3 separate regions of the Mus musculus genome follow, and regions 1 and 3 are each linked to region 2. The links are chromatin contacts, called in public HiChIP or PLAC-seq and promoter capture Hi-C maps. All regions are on one chromosome and are shown on one strand. The core of a region is the stretch at or near the end of the contact, and the rest is flanking DNA. Distances in the headings are between cores, read along the strand shown. Region 1 holds the start of 5830448L01Rik (RIKEN cDNA 5830448L01 gene). Region 2 holds the start of Arhgap22 (Rho GTPase activating protein 22). Region 3 holds the start of Capn7 (calpain 7).

Region 1 (2,834 bases), core at 266-2,765, 1.5 Mb after region 2:
TCAACACTTTAGTGTGTGTGTGTGTGTGTGTGTGTGTTTTAAATTTAAAGCCACATTACCGTAAGCACGTTCGATAAGGATGACGATAATTCCTTAGTAACATAAAATACTCGGGGAGCGGGGGTGGGGTGGGGGTGTGGGGTGTCATTGCTAACAGGTAGGGGACAGAACTCCGTAGTGGGGACTGAACAAGAAAGGAGAGAGAGGATGAAGTGGCCGGCTGAAGCGGATCCCGGCTGCGAGGAGACCAGCACCCGACTGCTCCAGGTTTCGCTGCTCGTTTACCTGCGTTGGCTCTCTCGCACCGTCAGACCAGGTCAAAGGCGGCCCCAAGTTCCCCGCCTCCAAGGTCCGGGCGGTGGCCCAGCAGGCTCGGCGCAGCTGCACAAGTCTCTGTCCCTAGACACCGGAGGGTCCCTGGAGGGGAAACGATTGACACAGCTGCCTGCACTGTGCCGCGAGCCTTCCCGCGCTGCACCTGCGTCTCGTCGCGTGGCTAGGAACTGGGACTGGCTCCGGAGTCGGTGAAGTCCAGCAGGCCCTTAGCCAGAACCTATACCGTTCGCCAGCTCCGGAACCGGGCTTTAGACACCAGGACCTTGCGGAAGAGAGAACTACAACTCCCGTCGGGCCACGCGGTCCGACCAATGGTGGTAGCCGGCGCGTGCGGGGCGCGGCGCCTGCGCGGCGGTTTGAGTAAGAGGCCGTACGATTGGCTGCGGAGTCGGGCGGCCGCGCGGGGCCTGTGGGAAGCGGAGTGACGGAGCGAGCGGCTGTTGGAGGAAGGAGGTGGGGGGCCGGGAGCGCAAATGGCGTTGAGATGGTTCAGGGCCCTGTTCAAACTCCAGCGCTGACCATTCACCGGCGGAGGCGGCGGCGCAGAAGGCGGCGGCGGCCCAGCGGGGGCACGTAGCGGGCTCGGCACCGGCGGCGGCCGCCAGGGAGGCCTAGGCCCTGTCCGGCCGGCGCGCCTGAGGTGGGGAGGGAAGTTGCGGGGCCGCCGCTCACCCCCCACCCCCCCTGTCGCCCGAGCTTCCTATTTACCGAAGCGGAGCCGCGGACTGTGACGGCAGCAGAGCCCCTCGCCCCTCTCGGTGGCACCGGTCGGCACTGGTCTCTCGCGCGGGGCTCCCGCGCCCGCCCGCGGGCCGTTGGGAGCCGGAGAGGCGGAGGCGGCCCGAGGCCAAAGCACCCGCCAGGCGCCGAGGGTAAGTGAGGTCTCGGGCGGCTGCCTAGGCCCGGAGTGAGTTGGGGCGGGTGGAGGCGGCAGGGGCGGCGCGAGGCTCGTTGCTCACCTGGCTTCTAAGGAAGTTGGGCACCGGAGGATCGCAAGAAACTCTTTCCCTTCCCACCTCTTAATTTTGCCTTTTGAGTTCTTCTCCGGCTACTTGATTTGACTTCTCTTTTCCAAACCCGGTCCGGTTGATTTGAGTCCCGAATTCTTTTTCCCCGTCGTCTCCTCCGCCTCTAGCCGTCACCGAGAGGCCTTGCTTCGGGGACTCGGTAGCAGAAGCTTCCGGGGCGTCCGAAGCGACATCCCTTTCCTAGGCTGTGGGGGTTGGGAGGAGAAAAGTTGCGTGAGTGTCCAGCCCGAGGGGTGTCTCGGCTCCAGCCTCCGGGCGCACTCGCAGCCTCAGGTGAGGGTTTCTGTTTGCCCATTCCACTCTCCTCTCTTTATTGAAGCCCCCCTAATGCATTACCTTGGGTGTCTTTCCTGGAAGTGGCTAGGTTTCTTTACAGCTTCAGTGTAAGGAGGTTGGTTGGTTGTTTTGTATACCCTTTCCCTAATTTAAATCGCAGTGCACTTCCATCAAAAGTCAGCTGGGCTTTGGGATGAAGCGAAGGCCTCCCAAATCGAAAACAATCAGTTGTGAACCTTCTTTTCCTTTTTAGTTAGGACTGTTGGTGAAATTTGAAGCCAGAACAAGATAGTGTGTCTGAAATGTGCGTAAAACGTCATGCCAAATATATATGCTGAATTTGTACATATGTTAAGCTTAGATAATGCCATCGCAGTAGTCTGCTGACTTTTTAAAATGGACGTTATGGAAAACAGTAAAAGCAATCACGTAACTCTTGTACTCATATCTCCTGGATTCTGTACATAATAACTCAACCATATTTTCTAATCAGTACGCTCCCCATTCCTTAATATTAAAAAAATCACTGATATTTCATCAATATTTAATGATGTTAATACATCAGCGAATATTTCTGAGACGTGATCTTTTAAAAATACAGTTGTCTTATTACTTAGCTCAGTATCATATATTCATTTGCAGATCTTAATCTTGCACAGTGAATGCTTTACTGTTTTTTACGGTGAGTTTTTCAGATGTCATAAAGAAGATCAAGTCTAGATTTTTTTTTTTTTTTGGCTTTAGTCAGCATTTTTAGATGATTGCCATGTATGTGTGCCCAAAACATTCCAACTTTGTTGGAATGTATATATGTGTGTAGGTCTGCGTGTCTGTAGTCAGCTTAAAGAAATGACTTTTCTTGCCTTTGGCAGCTGCCCAATTACACTTGGTTTTGTTTAATAGGCTATACTTAACAAGAAAGACAATGAAGCTTGTTAGTGTTCAGAACTACAAAATGGAAACTCTCTGAGGAAAGCTAAAATTTCTTTTAGCACAGATGTGTACGATGACTAAATTATTATTTTATCTGATCAGAGTTGTTTTCCTTTCAAACATTAGGGTGGTGGTGAGTTGTCTTCTGAATATTTGCTGAACTAAATTGGATAGTGATTCGTTAAGTTATAAGAACTTAATAGAAATACTAAAAGTGTAGCTCAAAAATATTTGAAAATATAAGTTAAATATTATTCTTAT
Region 2 (2,700 bases), core at 160-2,659:
GTATTCCTGAATTCAACTTTAACGTTAGACTTCTGTTTTGTAAACAGGCTCTCATGTAGCACAGGCTGGCCTTGAACTCACTATATAGCTGAGGGTAACCTTGAACTTCTGAGTCTCTGCCCCCACCTCCTGATTGCTGGGTTTACAGGCATACTACACGCCTACCTGGCTTTGTGTCCTGCTAGGGACTGGACCTACAGTGTGAACCCAGAGCATTCATTCTTAAGGCTTGCTACAGTGGGTGTGGGGTGCCCCCACCCTCAGAGCCTTACCCCCGTCCACCTATGCTTCCAAACTGTGCACTCTTCCAGGAGAGACTGAAGGTGTCACTCCCAAATCCCTCAGGGTCTCTGAGGTCTGTACCAACTCCAGGGTCCTCATTTCCTGGCTCCAGCTCCATCACTTCCCTGGAGACTCCCAGCTCAGCTGTGTGTTCAAGGCCATCTGTGCTCCTGGGTCCCAGGTCATGCCAATATCTTGGGCTTAGGCCCTTGAAGATTTAGGGCTTAGTGACCGCTTCATTCTCTCTGCTATTCCAAAGGCAGTCTGCCTTCTCCATTCCAGGTGCTGTCCCATCACTCCCTGGGGACCAGTCAGTGACAGGAACTATACCCACATGCTAAAGTGTGAACCAGAAGCATTTTGCCCCAGCAGGACCCACAGAATACCAGGCACTAGTCCATAGCCCCAAGCTTCTGTTCTCTGTGGCAGTGATGGACCGATTTCAGCCCGCATCTCTATCTCCTCCTCCTCCTGCCTCCTTCTGCCTCCTCCTGCCCAGGTTGGAAGGATCTACCGGTAACTTCAGGCTTCATACAAGCTCAGCTTGTAGAGACTAGCACACTGGAGACAGGGTAGGTAGGGGAAGAGCATTCTGGGCTCCATCTGCAAATGGTATCATATGTCCTAAAGACAGGTGACAGTGTGCCTGCCATCTCAGAGCCTGGCTTTATTTTAGGTCGCTAGGACTGCTGCTGTGTGAATGATGTTCACGGCGGCAGAAATACCACTTGGCTAGTTATAAGCAAGCTTTGTCTATTTGTTTGTTCGTTTGTACCCATTTTCCACAACTGTAAATGATGTAATGATGACACATTTCCAAAAATAGAATGGAGAAGTGGTACCCTAAGGATGTGACAGAGCTTTCCTGGGGTCTACCCCAGCACTTGGACCACAAGCCAAAGTGTGAGCCAGGAACCAGCCAGCATGCTCAGAGCAATTTGCACGGTCCCTTACTTAGCTCCATGTTGTTCCCTTGGGGGCGAAAAATATCAAATCTAGTAGCTAGAGCCCTTGGCTCACCGAGCCCTTGCTTCCGCTGATGAATCTGGCATCTTCTCCCTCTGAGACGCAGTTGTCACTGCTGGTCCCATTTTACAGATTTGAGGAACTGATACTCTGACTTCCCCAAGTCTGCTCTCAGATCCCCAAGGTACATGCTCCACAGAGAAACTTGTCCCTCACAGCAGGCTTTGTTCGTGTTTGAAATCCAGGCAAATGCCTGGAAAGAGCGTTCTAAATATATTTCTCTACTATAGATGCTGATCGCCTGCTACTGAAACTGGGAATTAGCTTGTCTGCCTGAGGATGTGGCTGCTGCCTTCCAGAGAAGACACAGGAGAAATCTGCACACTGCCAGCCTAGCAATGCTGCCGACGGCTTCCAGCAAAAGAAGAACCTTCGCTGCCAGATACTTCAGTAAGGATTTGGCTCTATGGTGGGGAATGGCTGCCTGTGTGCTTGACTTCGTGCTTAAGGGTGGGGTCGCTCGGTGACACTGAAGGAGCCTCGTTGGTCTTGCGGGCTGTGGGCACCATGAAGTGGGGACTCAATCTTCCTTCAGCTCTCAGCACAAGTTGGTTAGCCAGCACTCAGCCATGACCCAGCATCTGCTCTCTGTGAGCCTGGAAATCAGGCTCCAGTGTCAAGGGTCCTGGGTTCCAATGGCTGGGGACTCTAATGACAGTTGACGGCCATGAGGATCACCATGACCACAGACTGCTTGGACACTGGATAGAGCTTCCACAGGGAGAACTGGGCATCCCAAGGCTCCTCTGTCTGTGCCAGGAAGCCACCCAGCCTGGTAGTGAACTGAAAGATGCAGAGAGGATGATTGAATAGCTCCGGGAAGCTCTGGGAAGGCAGCAGCTAGTCACAGTGGGACTAGTGTCTGTTCGAGTCACTGACAGATGATGGTCTGGTATTCCCTGAAGATGCTGGGCCCCTCAAGAACTGAATCGTGTAGGTGCCAGGTCACACAGGTGTAGATCCTGAAGGTGCAAGGTCATACAGGTGCTGGGTCTTGCAGGTGCTGGGTCTTGCAGGTGCTGGGTCTTGCAGGTGCTGGGTCTTGCAGGTGCTGCATCATACAGGTGCTGGGTCTTGCAGGTGCTGGGTCTTGCAGGTGCTGCATCATACAGGTGCTGGGTCTTGCAGGTGCTGCATCATACAGGTGCTGGGTCTTGCGGGTGCTGAGCCTTGCAGGTGCTGCATCATACGGGTGCTGGGTCTTGCAGGTGCTGGGTCTTGCAGGTGCTGGGTCTTGCAGGTGCTGTGTCATAGAGGTGGTAGACCCTGCTGGAGCTGCCCGACTTAAATGTGTGTGCACAGGATGGACCTCAGGCAGGAAGGAGCTGGTTGTGTTTGTAGCTGGGTGGTGTCTTTGGTAGGTTAGACCTGAGTGCTGGATTCCAGAAATAG
Region 3 (2,700 bases), core at 26-2,525, 1.9 Mb before region 2:
GGAAGGGGACGACAGACATTCATAGCTGGCACAAGCAAGGTGGAGGGTCGAGACACACATGATGCTCAGGGATGCTGACCACAGCCTCTTTAGCTGTACACTGACCAGTTTCAGTAGTAACATCCACCCCATTGTGACCTTGATAATGAATATCCTGAACCACCAGCATGAGCATCACTAAGGAGTCTTTCTTGAGCTTGAAGACAGCTGATACCACTCTAGACTGGATCACAATCAATTCAACTCCTTTTCTCTCTCTCCCTGAGACAGGTTTTCTCTGTGTGGCCACACTACTATCCTGTAATGAGCTCTGAAGACCAGGCTGGCCAAGCACTCAGAGATTTGCTTCTTCTGCCTCTGGAGTGGTGGGATTAAAAGCGAGCACCACAGCCAGGCTCACAATCAACTCTTAGCAATATCTCCAGCTGATTTGTGTTCATGTTTGCACGGAGAGTGCTCCACTACAACAGACATATGCCTCCTGGGGTCGTTCAGGGTTTTTGCTGTGTAGATCATGCTGGCCCAGTCCTCTTACCACAGCCTCCAGACTGCTGGCTTACAGGAATGTGTCACCATATGCTGCGTTAATGTTTCTTATGTGTGGGATCATACAGTGTATAATTTTGTCAAGACTTGCTACTTTGACACAGCATGGATTTTGAATCTCATCCAAGTTCTGGCACTTGCCATTAGTTAATTTTCATCACTGCTGAATTCAAACTTTTAAGGGGATAAAAGAAAGCAACCACACTACCATTTACTATGTAATTACAACCTTCAACTTGCCCTAAGATACAAGTCAAAAATACATCATCTGGTTTGTAGACAATTCAAACAATACACTTCGGTGTGCCTTGGGGAGCCGTAGAAGGTCATACTTTAGTTTGTCAAATGAACATTACCAGAGCATCTCAAAAGCACCTCCTAGCCTCATTTCATATCTTTATTTCTAATTAAACCAGTTGGCAATACGAGGTGCTACTGATTGTTTCTTTCCGCCTACCCTTCTCACTTAGCGGACCAAGGGCTCCATAACGCGCATGCTCCTTTCAAGCCATCCCCTGATTCTCTCCAACAACCTCCTGGGCACTGGCACCTTCTTTCTAGCAGGCGGAAGCGGAGCCCTCAGCTTCGCCCTGGCACCTGCTTCCTCTTGTCCAATCCCACTGGACATTGTTCTGGCCCCGCCCACCTACGATCGCCTTGAGCCCCGCCTGCTTCGGCGGGAGCGCTCCCCCTCCCGGCCGGGGTCGACTGCGCCTGCGCAATGCGGCTGATGGGCGGAGCAAGGACGCGAGGGGTGGGGGCGGCCGCGAGGGCTCCGAGCCCGGGCTGCTCGGAGCTCGCAGTCCTCCGGGCGGGTCTGAGGTAGTGGGGCTCCGTCATCTCTTCCGCCGCCCTCGAAAGTAAACTTTGCCACTCCACCCGCGGGGTCCCCAGTTCTCGCCGCAGTGCCTCCGGGCGTCGGGGTTCCGCGTCAGGGCCTGTCTGCCTCCCCCGGCGTGGGGCCTTGGGCGCCATGGACGCGTCGGCGCTGGAGCGGGACGCCGTGCAGTTCGCGCGGCTGGCAGTGCAGCGCGACCACGAAGGCCGCTACTCTGAGGCGGTGTTTTACTACAAGGTGAGGACAAGCACTCGGCTCCGGCCGCGTCACCCGATCGAGTGTTGGCGGAACCCAAGGCGGAGGGGCGGGGTCCTGCTGGGGCTGTCCGGCTTGTCAGGCCGCAGATGCCCGCCGCTTTGCTGCTTGTGGCGGCCGAGGTGGGATGGGGAGTGAACACCCTGTTCGCTGTCTGTTGGCCTTGATGCAACCCTTGATGTGAGGCCAACCTTGGGTAATCCGTCAGAATATGCTAATAGTGCACGTTCCAGGTAGAAAGAAAAAGTAAATTAGGAAAAAAATTCATCGTACTCTAGCATTCGATGTATGTCTCCATGATTGTTTTTCTGAGTGTATGTGTGTATACACGCCTTCTTACCCCCAAACTTGAATCATATCGTTTGTACTATTTTGACATCTCACTTCTGCATTGTACCTAGATAACCTTTGGTTGCTTGCATGTGCTACGTTTACAGCATGTTCTGTATTTGGTTGTGGCTTTCCAGCATTGAAGTAGTGCAGTTAAAATCCTTAGAGCTTTTTTTTAAAAAAAATGTGATACTTGTTTTGGATGATGGGGAGCACAGTTGCTTGTCAAAGGGTATGCACTTCCGCAGTTCATCCTGTGTTCTCCAGTCCTGAAGGTTTGCAAACACACCCCTCCAGTTGTATCGTCATGATATGGGCATCTTTTCCTTGATTATACGGAAGTAGTAAAAATTTCCCCCTTATGCTTACGTGTTATCAGTAAAGCGTGGTTTGCTTTCTGCTAATATTTTACTATTTTTATTTTAAAACCTACCTTATATTTAGACACTTTTGTTTTAGGATCATTCGTTTTAAGTTTCTTAATTTTGATTTTACAATCCTACCTCCCTACCACACCCGAGTGTGTGTGTATGTGTGTGTGTGTATCTGTCTGTGTTGTGTCTGTGTCGGTGTCTCCCTGCCCTGTCGCCCTCGTTCTCGGGGTTCTTGCTATATAGTGGAAGCTATTTTTAAATTTGTCTTCCCCTTACCTTAGCCTTCCCATTGCTGAGATTTACAGGAATGTGCCACCATGCCTGACTACCAGGTGATAGTTCTTTAAAAGAAAATTC

The links. Promoter capture Hi-C pulls out the DNA fragments that hold promoters and counts their contacts. HiChIP or PLAC-seq counts read pairs in DNA pulled down with a chosen protein or histone mark.
Region 1: a contact with region 2 is called in a promoter capture Hi-C map of pre-B cells, with 5 times the contacts expected there. The contact joins the promoter of 5830448L01Rik here to the promoter of Arhgap22 in region 2.
Region 3: a contact with region 2 is called in an HNF4G HiChIP or PLAC-seq map of pancreatic cancer cells. The contact joins the promoter of Capn7 here to the promoter of Arhgap22 in region 2. A contact is called at or near these places in 1 of 39 promoter capture datasets (pre-B cells) and 1 of 115 datasets of contacts at active chromatin or transcription factors (pancreatic cancer cells).

What each region holds. Positions count from the first base shown.
Region 1 is chr14:34,673,153-34,675,986 of GRCm38.p6, forward strand. It overlaps 5830448L01Rik (RIKEN cDNA 5830448L01 gene), which reads right to left and starts at 1,516. Exons shown (of 1, transcript NR_165636.1): 1 at 1-1,516. It overlaps Wapl (WAPL cohesin release factor), which reads left to right and starts at 776. Exons shown (of 19, transcript NM_001004436.4): 1 at 776-1,208.
Region 2 is chr14:33,215,414-33,218,113 of GRCm38.p6, forward strand. Arhgap22 (Rho GTPase activating protein 22) reads left to right here and starts at 1,410. Exons shown (of 11, transcript NM_153800.4): 1 at 1,410-1,432; 2 at 1,539-1,698. The coding sequence starts at 1,647.
Region 3 is chr14:31,335,363-31,338,062 of GRCm38.p6, forward strand. Capn7 (calpain 7) reads left to right here and starts at 1,276. Exons shown (of 21, transcript NM_009796.3): 1 at 1,276-1,621. The coding sequence starts at 1,520.